2 separate regions of the Rattus norvegicus genome follow, and region 1 is linked to region 2. The links are chromatin contacts, called in public HiChIP or PLAC-seq maps. All regions are on one chromosome and are shown on one strand. The core of a region is the stretch at or near the end of the contact, and the rest is flanking DNA. Distances in the headings are between cores, read along the strand shown. Region 1 holds the start of Morn2 (MORN repeat containing 2). Region 2 holds the start of Sos1 (SOS Ras/Rac guanine nucleotide exchange factor 1).

Region 1 (5,782 bases), core at 2,642-5,141, 190 kb after region 2:
TCCTGTGTAGACAATCCCGTTAGGCGTGGTGTGGGTGCCTGTCCCATTTCTCTCACAGATCCCAGAGGCAGTTCTTGTGCAGTCACCGTCTGGTGAGGAAGGAAGCCCAGAACTCTGAAATGAGGACTGTGGGCTAGGGGGATGTAACAGTTATGTTGAAGCCAATTCATAACCGCCCTGCACCCCAAATGTGGGTTTTGGTTGGTCTTTTGTTTTCTAGCTTCCTAGGACTAAAACTAAGAGTCAGATGGCAGACTCCGCAGGTTTTTAAGGTAGAATCTATTTTGACTTAAATGACTATTCATCCGATAGGATGTCTGTTATTTAAGTGGGATAATATACCAATACAAGTGTAAAAACAAGCTAAATTTCCTATATGAAAAGGTAATTAAAATGCATGCTTACCGTATGTGTCTCCATTGGGAAATATAAATTTTATCTTGAACACTTCTAAAGATGCTTTAAGAGATTGGAGAAAATAAAGGTAAGTTTAAATAGGTTAATATCACAAGACCTACAGTAAATGTGCTTTCAGCACTAGTCAGACAAATTCTCTTCACAAGCACTTCCTCACTGGCATTTATACTGCTATCTTGCCTAGATGGTCTATTTTCATTTATTTGATAAGATTTTATTTGTATAAATGTATTATTATTAGCTGGGCGGTGGCCCATGTTTTAGCGATGCTTATCAGATTACCAAATCTGTTTACAGCGCCCAGCGACCATGCTGCACTCTCCTGGAAGTGTGCGTGTCTGCTTTGGTTGGAAACAGAATACAGCGGTGTGTTTGCTGACATTGGGCTAAGTCAGCTCTGTCACTTTCTCTGGCCTTAGAAAAATGGCTTACACCTCAAGTGTTTCCTTCTTCCCATTGACTAAAAGGGTGAAGCCATGTAAGCCATGCAGGCTAACGTGTAACTCTGTAGATGCTACCTAGCTCAGATATGGCCTCTCTGCGGTCTTTCTGATTTCTTCTCATCCCTACACTCCTCTAGTCCCAGACTCAGGGTCCTATTAAAACAATGCTATGTGTTTGTCTCGTGTCACAGTCACCATAGAGCAGTTAGATCTCCTCTCACCACCTCACTCAGGATTGACTACTGACAGAAAAATGCTTATCTAGGGGATGAATGGCTCTTGAGACACAACCATTAGATGCCGGCTAAGAAAGACACGACTAAACACAATCGATCATACAGGAAATGGAGCAGTTCTCAACCACTCTTCAAATTTCCACATTCGATGGGTACAGTCTTGTGCAGTTTTATCTTGGGGAAATTTTTCCCATTTTTTTTATTTATTTATTTATTTATTTATTTATTTATTTATTTATTTATTTATTTTGTTTTTAGTAATGTTTTGTGGCTGATATTCGAGAGAGAGTAATACTTTGAACACTACTGAAAGGAAATCTAAGAAAGTGCACGTCTTTTAAAGAGCTGTGTCACAAATAACCCTATTAAAAAATGGGGCTCAGAGCTAAACAAAGAATTCACAGCTGAGGAATGCCGAATGGCTGAGAAACACCTAAAGAAATGTTCAACATCTTTAGTCATAAGGGAAATGCAAATCAAACAACCCTGAGATTTCACCTCACACCAGTGAGAATGGCTAAGATAAAAAACTCAGGTGACAGCAGATGCTGGCGAGGATGTGGAGAAAGAGGAACACTCCTCCATTGTTGGTGGGATTGCAGACCGGTACAACCATTCTGGAAATCAGTCTGGAGGTTCCTCAGAAAATTGGACATTGAACTGCCTGAGGATCCAGCTATACCTCTCTTGGGCATATACCCAAAAGATGCCCCAACATATAAAAGAGACACGTGCTCCACTATGTTCATCGCAGCCTTATTTATAATAGCCAGAAGCTGGAAAGAACCCAGATGCCCTTCAACAGAGGAATGGATACAGAAAATGTGGTACATCTACACAATGGAATATTACTCAGCTATCAAAAACAACGAGTTTATGAAATTCGTAGGCAAATGGTTGGGACTGGAAAATATCATCCTGAGTGAGGTAACCCAATCATAGAAAAACACACATGGTATGCTTTCATTGATAAGTGGACATTAGCCCAAATGCTTGAATTACCCTAGATGCCTAGAACAAATGAAACTCAAGATGGATGATCAAAATGTGAATGCTTCACTCCTTCTTTAAAAGGGGAACAAGAATACCCTTGGCAGGGAATAGAGAGGCAAAGATTAAAACAGACACAGAAGGAACACCCATTCAGAGCCTGCCCCACACGTGGCCCATACATATACAGCCATCCAATTAGTCAAAATGGATGAAGCAAAGAAGTGCAGGCTGACAGGAGCCGGATGTAGATCGCTCCTGAGAGACACAGCCAGAATACAGCAAATACAGAGGCAAATGCCAGCAGCACTGAACTGAGAATAGGACCCCCGTTGAAGGAATCAGAGAAAGAACTGGAAGAGCTTGAAGGGGCTCGAGACCCCATATGTACAACAATGCCAAGCAACCAGAGCTTCCAGGGACTAAGCCACTACCTAAAGACTATACATGGACTGACCCTGGACTCTGACCTCATAGGTAGCAATGAATATCCTAGTAAGAGCACCAGTGGAAGGGGAAGCCCTGGGTCCTGCTAAGACTGAACCCCCAGTGAACTAGATTGTTGGGGGGAGGGCGGCAATGGGGGGGAGGATGGGGAGGGGAACACCCATAAGGAAGGGGAGGGGGGAGGGGGATGTTTGCCCGGAAACCGGGAAAGGGAATAACACTCGAAATGTATATAAGAAATACTCAATAAAATAAAAAAAAAAAAAAAAAAAAAAAAGAGCTGTGTCACACCAGTGTTTGGGCCCTCTGCTGAAAAAGGAGAGAGAAGTCTCAAATGCCTTTTGTGCCCTCTAGTGTTACAAATATGGGGCAGCACTGGATCATGTGAATGTAACATATCTTCCACCTGCTGCATGATATGCTTTGGTAGCTTTATCAAAGATGGTTTCAATATTACTCAGGATGTTTTCTTTCTAGATGATTTGAAAGCTAAATAATATACACATACATACATACACACATATATGTATATGTATATACTTATATACGTATATATATATTGTGCTGGTACCCTAATGGTCACAGACCTGTCCTGTTTTCTGGTTGTTTGGTGGTGTTTGCCTGTTTGTTTGTTTGTTTGTTTTTAAGGTGAGGCTGTACATCTACGATTTTGTTCCTATGACTACAGGACCTGGAAAAGCTGTTGTTATTGATGCATAGCACACTGCTATTATTTGTCTTAATACATATTTATAAATATATTTATATAGATATTTTCACCTTTAATTTTAATTTTTTTAAACTGTATTTGTGCTTTCAAGTTTGGGATGGGGAAGCACCCGGGTTCACCGTGTTGAGCTGTCGTTGTACAGAAATCAGCAGCCATATTGGTCTAGAAACATTAAGCCTACTTTCTTTTCCATTTGCACAGGGGTTACTTCACTGAGGTAAAGCCTTATCCGTGTGAGTTCGATTACTAATAAAATGTTCTCTAAATAAAGGGGTGACGTTTTCCCATTCAAATCTCTGGATTATGTGAGTTAGAAAGAATCTCTGCGATTGTTCTGGCACCATAAAGGAAACAAATCCAGAGATAACAGCGAACCAACGACAGACTCGGAGGCCCAGACCATATCTCCGGATTCCCCGACACCGGGCTATCGCTGCCCTCCACCCCATTGCGAACGCTGCAGCTGGCTCCCGGTCCATCGGCTCCAGGTGAAGGCGCCCTTCCCTAGAGGCCTGGGAGGAAGCGCACTCACTTGATGGAGACGTGTAGGACAGGCTTTCGCGACTCAGCGATTCCCCTAGGCTCGCCAGCTCGGCAGGCTGGAGGGAGCTGGGCGCTAGGACAGAGCGGGCCTCGGTTGCTGGGGCGACCGGGCGACCTCTCACCCGGAAGCAAACATGCAAGGGGCCAATCGGAAGACGCCTGGGCGGGGCAGCTGCTGCGGGTGAGGTCCAAGAAGGAGGCCGAACCCAGCCCGGACCCCGACCCTGGGTGCCGCCTCCTGAGCTCTGAGGCCAGCGACGCTACGAGCCAGGTACGGCCTAACGTGGCGTGTGCGGGGCCGCGCGGGTTCAAGGTTGCCAGGCCTGCCTGCCGCCTCCCTTCTCCAGAGCTCACATCCGAGGACCGTCCTGCCCCGATGGTCCTGTCTGTCAGCTCCGGGCCAGTGAACCGGGACCAACAGGATCCTGGGGACCCCGGGATCTGCAGTCGAGGTCGTCCACGCCCGAGGCTCCGAGCAGGGTTGGATAGGAAGGGCCCCCAGCCCCGTTTCCTGTCTGTGGCCCTGTGTCGACCCGAGGGGCTATTTGGGGAGAGGGTTGGAGAAGATGAATGTTGAAGAAAGGAACTTTGCATGACTAGATATCTGAATGGAGCCGCGTGATGTATAGTAGTCAGAGGTTTGCCTGGGAGGCAAGCGGAGTGGGTTCATTTTCATCACCTCAGCTTGATGATGCTGGACGTGGGAGCCAAACTTGGATGTGAAACAAAGGATCCTTTTAGAGCCAAACTTAGATCCAGTGTCTACGGTGAAGAAGATGAAATCTTCGCAGGCTAGATAGATAGTGGAATTCTCCCCTGTGGATTATACAGTCTAATTTGTATTCTACAGTAAACGTCTGGGGAATGTGGTATCTGGGGAACTTGGTATCGCATGCCGCTGTAATCGGCATACAATAATCTTGTTTCAAATTTTTGTGTGAAAATCACAGCTCAAGTTGAAAATGTAACCTTTTCTGTGTTGGTGTGAGGCAACCTGTTTTAAAATCAGTACAGAATCTTCTTGCCTTTCTTTCAACCATGAATTGACCTCGGCTGGGTGGTTTGGGTGGTGAGATGTTTGATGTATGTTTTCCTTTCTTCCTACATTCAAACAAACAAACAAAAACACGATATGCAGCAGGGCGTGGTAGTGCATGCCTTTGAAGGCAGAGACAGATGACTCTCTATAAATTCGAGTCCAGCCTGGTCTACAAAGGAGTTCCAGGACAGCCAGGGCTACACAGAGAAACCCTGTCTGGAAAGACAGAGGGGGAGGGGGAAAAGGAGAGGGAAGGAGATGTGTGTGTGTGTGTGTGTGTGTGTGTGTGTGTGTGTGTGTGTGTGTAATTATTGATGCACAGCATTAGAGAACTTAATTTGTGCTATTTCTTCAGTCACATGTTAATCATTTAATGTCATTATGGTTTTGTGAGTGTGTGTATATCCTGCTGTCTTTAGAGAACTTGTAGTTTGGACTTCTGTTCTTATCTAATGAGGATCTGGGGTTAGAGAGAAGTTGAAATAATCAGATGTTGTTGTTGTTGTTGTTGTTGTTGTTGTTGTTTGGTTGGTTGGTTGGTTTTGGTTTTGTTTTCTAAGACAGAGTTTTCTCTGTGTAACCCTGACTGGCTTGGAACTCACTCTGTAGACCAGATTGGCTTCCAACTCACAGATCTGTCTGCCTCTGGAGTGTTGGGACTAAAGGGCTATGTCACCATTGCCTGACAAGTTTTAAATCTTAAATTGAAAGAGAACATTATTTGTGTTTTATTTGATTTCTATATGGTGTTTGGCCATTGGGGGGGTGGGGGGTTTCTACTCACCAAGGAGAAAAAGTATCTGTCTTAGTCAGGGTTTTCTTTTTTTAAAAGATTTATTTTTTGTATGTGAGTGCACTCTCACTGTCTTCAGACACACCAGAAGAAGGCATTGGATCCCATTACAGATGGTTGTGAACTATCATGTGGTTACTGGGA
Region 2 (5,182 bases), core at 1,915-4,414:
TGCGCTTGCGCCGCAAGTCGAAGGCCCTGTGCGTGAAAATGACGAGTTCCTGCCTCGCATTGCTATCTGCTGGTCTAGGTGTTTGCTTTTGTCCTAAGAGATGTAGGCAGACATTTGGTAGAGGCTCGACAGCTCCGCGATTTTAGTTGCCCTGGCTAACCCTTCTTGCTACTCCGCTAGGAAGCAATTTCCCTTGATCCATTTGCTTTTAGTCTGCAGCCAGAATTTCACACTGGTGAAAACCTGACCTGGCCGCTAAACTTGACAATCCATGTTCCTAGGGCTTGCTCCCTTTGTACTTAAATCAGATTCCTAGTGCAAGGGAATCTTGGAGTTTAGTTACCAATACCTTAATGCTCTTTGATATCTTGAAGTGAATACATGTAGATTTCGCTCGCGCATTCTCGAAGATCACCTATTTTCCTTTATGGATTATTTATTTGGTTATTTGAGAAAGGGTTTCACTATGTCGCTCTGATTGCCCTGGTACTCACCATATAGACCAGGCTGACCTCGAACAAAGTGATTCTTCTGTCTGTGCCTCCCAAGTGCTGGCATTAAAGACTTGCACACCTGTCATACTACACCTATGTAGTCTTTTTTTTTTTTTTTTTTCGGAGCTGGGGACCGAACCCAGGGCCTTGCGCTTTCTAGGCAAGCACTCTACCACTGAGCTAAATCCCCAACCCCACACCTATGTATTCTTACTGCAAGTTTCCTCTATGCAACTTTGATGCCATTAAAAGCAATGCCTCCTGCTGTGCATATGTAATAAATCCTGGGAAATGTTAGGGTTTTTTTGGGGGGGGGCATTTATATTCTAGTGAAGGGAGTTCACAAATACATGACTGAGAGTTTGGATAGAGTTATACAGGATGGTAGTTCATTAGGCTGATCAGAATAGGCTTCTTGGATGTCCGATGTTTAGAACTACCCATGTGAACACCTAGGCACTCCAGACTGGGAGGAACCACGGAAACAAGAGTGGTGCTTTTTGGGAATAGGTTAGAGTGATAGAGCCTGATGAACCATGATTAACAACTGAGAGAAAACCTTAAGACTGTTTTAAGTAGGTGCCAGATTCGTAGCTTTGCGCAGAACTTTGAAGTGTGTGTTCTTTAGATTTTGAGATAGCATTTCATGTAGCCCTGGCTGGTCACCATGCAGCTGAGATCGGCCTTGCTCCTCTGCCTCTACCTCTCTCCTGAGGGCTGGGATCAGTGGCTACATTACTGCCTGAAGCTTGAAATGTGTTTTAATAGTGAGAAGCCAAGGACCAGTTTTCTATAATAGTTGATTTGGTTCAGTCATTTGAGACCACATAAACCTGTTGTTGAAAATAACTGATATATCAGTTGTCCTCTGAAACTCCTTTTCTAACTCCTTCCTAAGCTATCACTCCTCTGCTTTTCTCTTTTGAAAAAGTATATTTATCTTGTGTCTGACACACCCGCCACTGAACACGTGTAGAGACCAGAAGAACTTTTGGGAGTTAGTTTTTCTGCTTCCACCTCGTGGGTCTCTAAGACAGAACTCGGGTTCTCGGGCTTGGCTGCAGGTACCCTTTACTGGCTGAGTCATTTCACCAACAGGCCTGCTCTGCTGTCTTATTACTCTGATGGTCAATGGATGGACTTCAAACTGTTGTTGAGCCGTTTAAAATGAGGGGAATTTTTAAAAAGATGTAAATCCGTGTATGCATTATAAAAGGAAAGACTTGAAGATTTCATTCAGACCCTATAAGGTGGTCTAAAAGATGGTGGTTTCAAACATTTTTTCTTCTGTGAGATCTTGTTTATTGTACTTCAAAACAGCAAGACCTAATGTCAATTTGAACCCAGGCTGGTTCTTCCAACTGTCTCGTCATCTATGAAATGAAAACTGAGAATTAAAACAACGCTGTACTCAGAAAGAGTTCAATGATAAGGCACAATGTGCCATAGCGCTGCACAGTGCCACTATAATAAGCATCTCCATCCTCACGATGGAAGGACAATTCATAGATACTGCTTTTATAGCATTCCGCAATTTTCACGTCTCTATTCTGGGTCGAGTACCAAGGCGAGGTGAGGGGTGGGGGGGGAATCTCTGTCTTCCAGAAGCTAATTATCCAGTTGAAGCTATGAAAGATCCCAAGCAGGACGACTAAATCCACAAATAAAAGCTCGTGGGTTTGAGTAGACACACGATCAATAAATACTACACGTATCCGTTCTCATGGCATGGAAAGGCAGATGGAAAAAAGCAGTCTCTCCTCCCACCAGACAAACCCTGAGCAGTCGTTTTTTTGTGAGAGGAATCTATCTTTTGTGCAATCTGTTTAGTATACAGTGCATGCTCAGGGCACTCCTTATCTTCGTGCTGGGAACAAAGTACACACACCCCTTTTCTAAAACACAGGGCCTAGGATCTCCTAGAACTGGATGGGCTCCCCGCCTGCCGGACCACACAAAGGGGGCGCTTTGCCTGCTCGCAGGCCCCCACACCCAGACACTTTCTCGGGTCGCGGGTTCGCTTTCAGGGTCCCTCAGCCCCGCCTCTGCGAGTGCCCTCCCCAGCCTCTGGCGCGCACCCCTCCTCATCCGCGGGCAGATGGAAAACCCGGAGCGAACCGGCCTGGGCCGCTGGCGCATGCTCAGTTGCGAGCAGGTTCAGTTTGCTAGTAGGAAGCTCCAGCGCTACACCGGCGGCGGCGGCAGCGGCAGCAGCAGCGACGACGGCCGAGCGGCCGGATTCCCCGGCAGCGACCTCGGGCCCTTCTCCTTCCTCACCCGATCCCGGTCCCGGCCCGCCCCGCTCTGGGCCTCTCGCTTGAGTTCCCCGCCCGCGAGCGGGCGCCACCGGCCCGAGCGTCCCTCCACGCGCCGTCTCTCGGAGGGCCAGGCCGTGCGGGGGAGCTCAGCCCCGGCGGAGGGCGGCCCGGGGCGGAGCGGGGGGCCTGCCCCGGGGCGGTGGTGCGGGATGCCGCCGCCGCCACCGCCGGGCTGCGTTGCCTCTCGACGAGCGGCGCGCGTGTCCGGTGGGTGCCCGGCCGCGGGCCTCGCCCCCCAGACTCCTCGCCAGCGCTAGCCGGGCCGCGCGGCGCCCCGAGGGGGCCGGGCTGTGCGCGGGCTGCGGCCCTTCTCCGCGCCGCGAGCCGCCGCCCCTCCGTCCGTCCCGAGGCGCCCCGCAGGCACCATGCAGGCGCAGCAGCTGCCCTACGAGTTTTTCAGCGAGGAGAACGCGCCCAAGTGGCGGGGGCTGCTGGTGCCTGCGCTGAAAAAGGTAGGGGCGCGGAACCCGCTTCCCGGCCCCAGTCCGCTCGGGGCCGGGTGAGGGCGGGGAGGCGGGGCGCCACCGCGGTCTTTCTTCCCGGTCTCGGGTCTCGGGGAGGTCTGCTCAGGCTGTGAGGTTCCCCGCGTCCGCTGCTCCAGCTGTTGACACTCGCCCGGGGTGCGTGGGAAGGCCGCACACAGTCGGGGAGGGTTGGTCTGGATCATCCAAGCACCGAGGCGAGGGTTGGAGGAGCCTCGGTTTTCCGTGGAGGTCAAAGAAGGCCATTGCCTACCTTCTCGATCTTACCGAGCTGCGGTCAGTCTCTCGTTTTAGGAGTCCAGGGCTCTCACTGGCTCGAAAGTGCCCTGGCCACAGTGCTTGCCTAAGTAATTGCGAGGTTGCCTGCCAGTAAGAACATGGCCTGCTTGGTTTTGCTCGTCCTCAGTCATAACTCCCCGTTCTCTTGACACCCTCCCCCCTCCCATTACAGGAGTGATGCACATGCCACTGTATTCAGATTGGTTCTTTTGAAGTAGCTGAGAATCTTCGAACCTCGTTTGGTTTGGTGTTTTGCATCTTTAGTCTTTGTGTCTTTGAGTTTGCCAGAGGTTGAAGTAAATTATTTGGAAATTATTTGCTACATTTTAAAAGCTTCTAAAGCAACTGTCTGGTTTGGCATTTTGAATTTATGTTTGCCAGTAGTTATCCGTGGCTGTTGATACATTTCGAAAGCTTCTAAAGCAACGCTTGTACCAAGACATCTGAAACAGGTGTGTTTGAATGGATTTTTAAAACCAGATTGGTTTTTGTTTTTATTTGCCTTACCTGTAGAGATTGTTTTACTCTTCCAGGAGTTTTAATCTCGATTTCTTGTTGCTCAGATGATTTTCATGCTCTCTTTGCTAAAATACAGTTTTGTTACTACTGAGTATTGAGTACAGAGTTTGCTGTACCATGCAGAGCTTTTCTATAACCAGAAAGTGTTTTCATACTCCACAGAGGCCAGCACCTTTTAGTTTCTCCTTTGCACTGTTCTCCCCTTCCCCTCTTGGTATCTTATGCTGGAAAACTGTTTGCTTTTTTGGGAGACTTTGCTTTTATTTTTCAGACTTGGGTTACTGGTTTTTATCCTCAAATGTCTTACAAATCTCTAGGTTTTCTAAGGAAATCAAAGAGGTCACCTCGTTGTGCATACTTTGTTCATTAGAGATCCCATGAGGCTTCAGTCCATTTTTACCTTGGCTTTACCTGCACACTTGCCTGCTTAGTTTGTAGAATTGGAGAAGTATGCCTCATGACGCTAGAAGTTTGGTATCTTGACAGGACAAGATGAGACAGAAAAATTGATTTATATGTACAAAAGCTCTCACAGAACATTACCAGTTTGAGGTATTCGGCTTAAAAGCAGGTAGCTCCTATTCTAAGGAGACCTCCACAATATCACTTGAGGATCCTTTGGAGTGGTAGGAAGAGCATTGTAGAAGTTGGCAGACTACTGTAACCTGCCTCATGGGTGGCCCTCGCAGAAACCTATTTTGTGTGGCTGGCATTCTGGGTCTTTTTGTTCGTTGTTTTGTTTTTCATTTTATGTAATCAGTTGCCAGTATCTTAAGATGAGAAATGTCGGGGTTGGGGATTTAGCTCAGTGGTAGGGCGCTTGCCTAGCAAGCACAAGGCCCTGGGTTCGGTCCCCAGCTCTGAAAAAAAAAAAAAAAAGATGAGAAATGTCACATACAATCTGAGTTCTTATTTTTTTCTTGAATTAGAGATGGACTTGCCATACATTTTCACCATCAGAAAACTGCTGGAGTTGTGAGTGACTGCCTTCTGTGGAAAGGGTTTTGTCCCCAGTTCACCATAGTGTGGCTTGTGTTCTATAGCTTCGCGGTTGGCTGGCTTTCCGCTTGAAGCAGAGCCGTCCCTGCAG

What was found. HiChIP or PLAC-seq counts read pairs in DNA pulled down with a chosen protein or histone mark.
Region 1: an H3K27ac HiChIP or PLAC-seq map of oligodendrocytes shows a contact between it and region 2, with 9 times the contacts expected there. The contact joins the promoter of Morn2 here to the promoter of Sos1 in region 2.

The regions. Positions count from the first base shown.
Region 1 is chr6:20,473,592-20,479,373 of GRCr8, forward strand. Morn2 (MORN repeat containing 2) reads right to left here and starts at 3,892. Exons shown (of 5, transcript NM_001126086.2): 1 at 3,796-3,892; 2 at 406-459; 3 at 1-114. The coding sequence starts at 420. It also overlaps a transcript of Dhx57 not described here.
Region 2 is chr6:20,282,953-20,288,134 of GRCr8, forward strand. It overlaps Sos1 (SOS Ras/Rac guanine nucleotide exchange factor 1), which reads left to right and starts at 3,165. Exons shown (of 22, transcript NM_001100716.1): 1 at 3,165-3,264. The coding sequence starts at 3,178.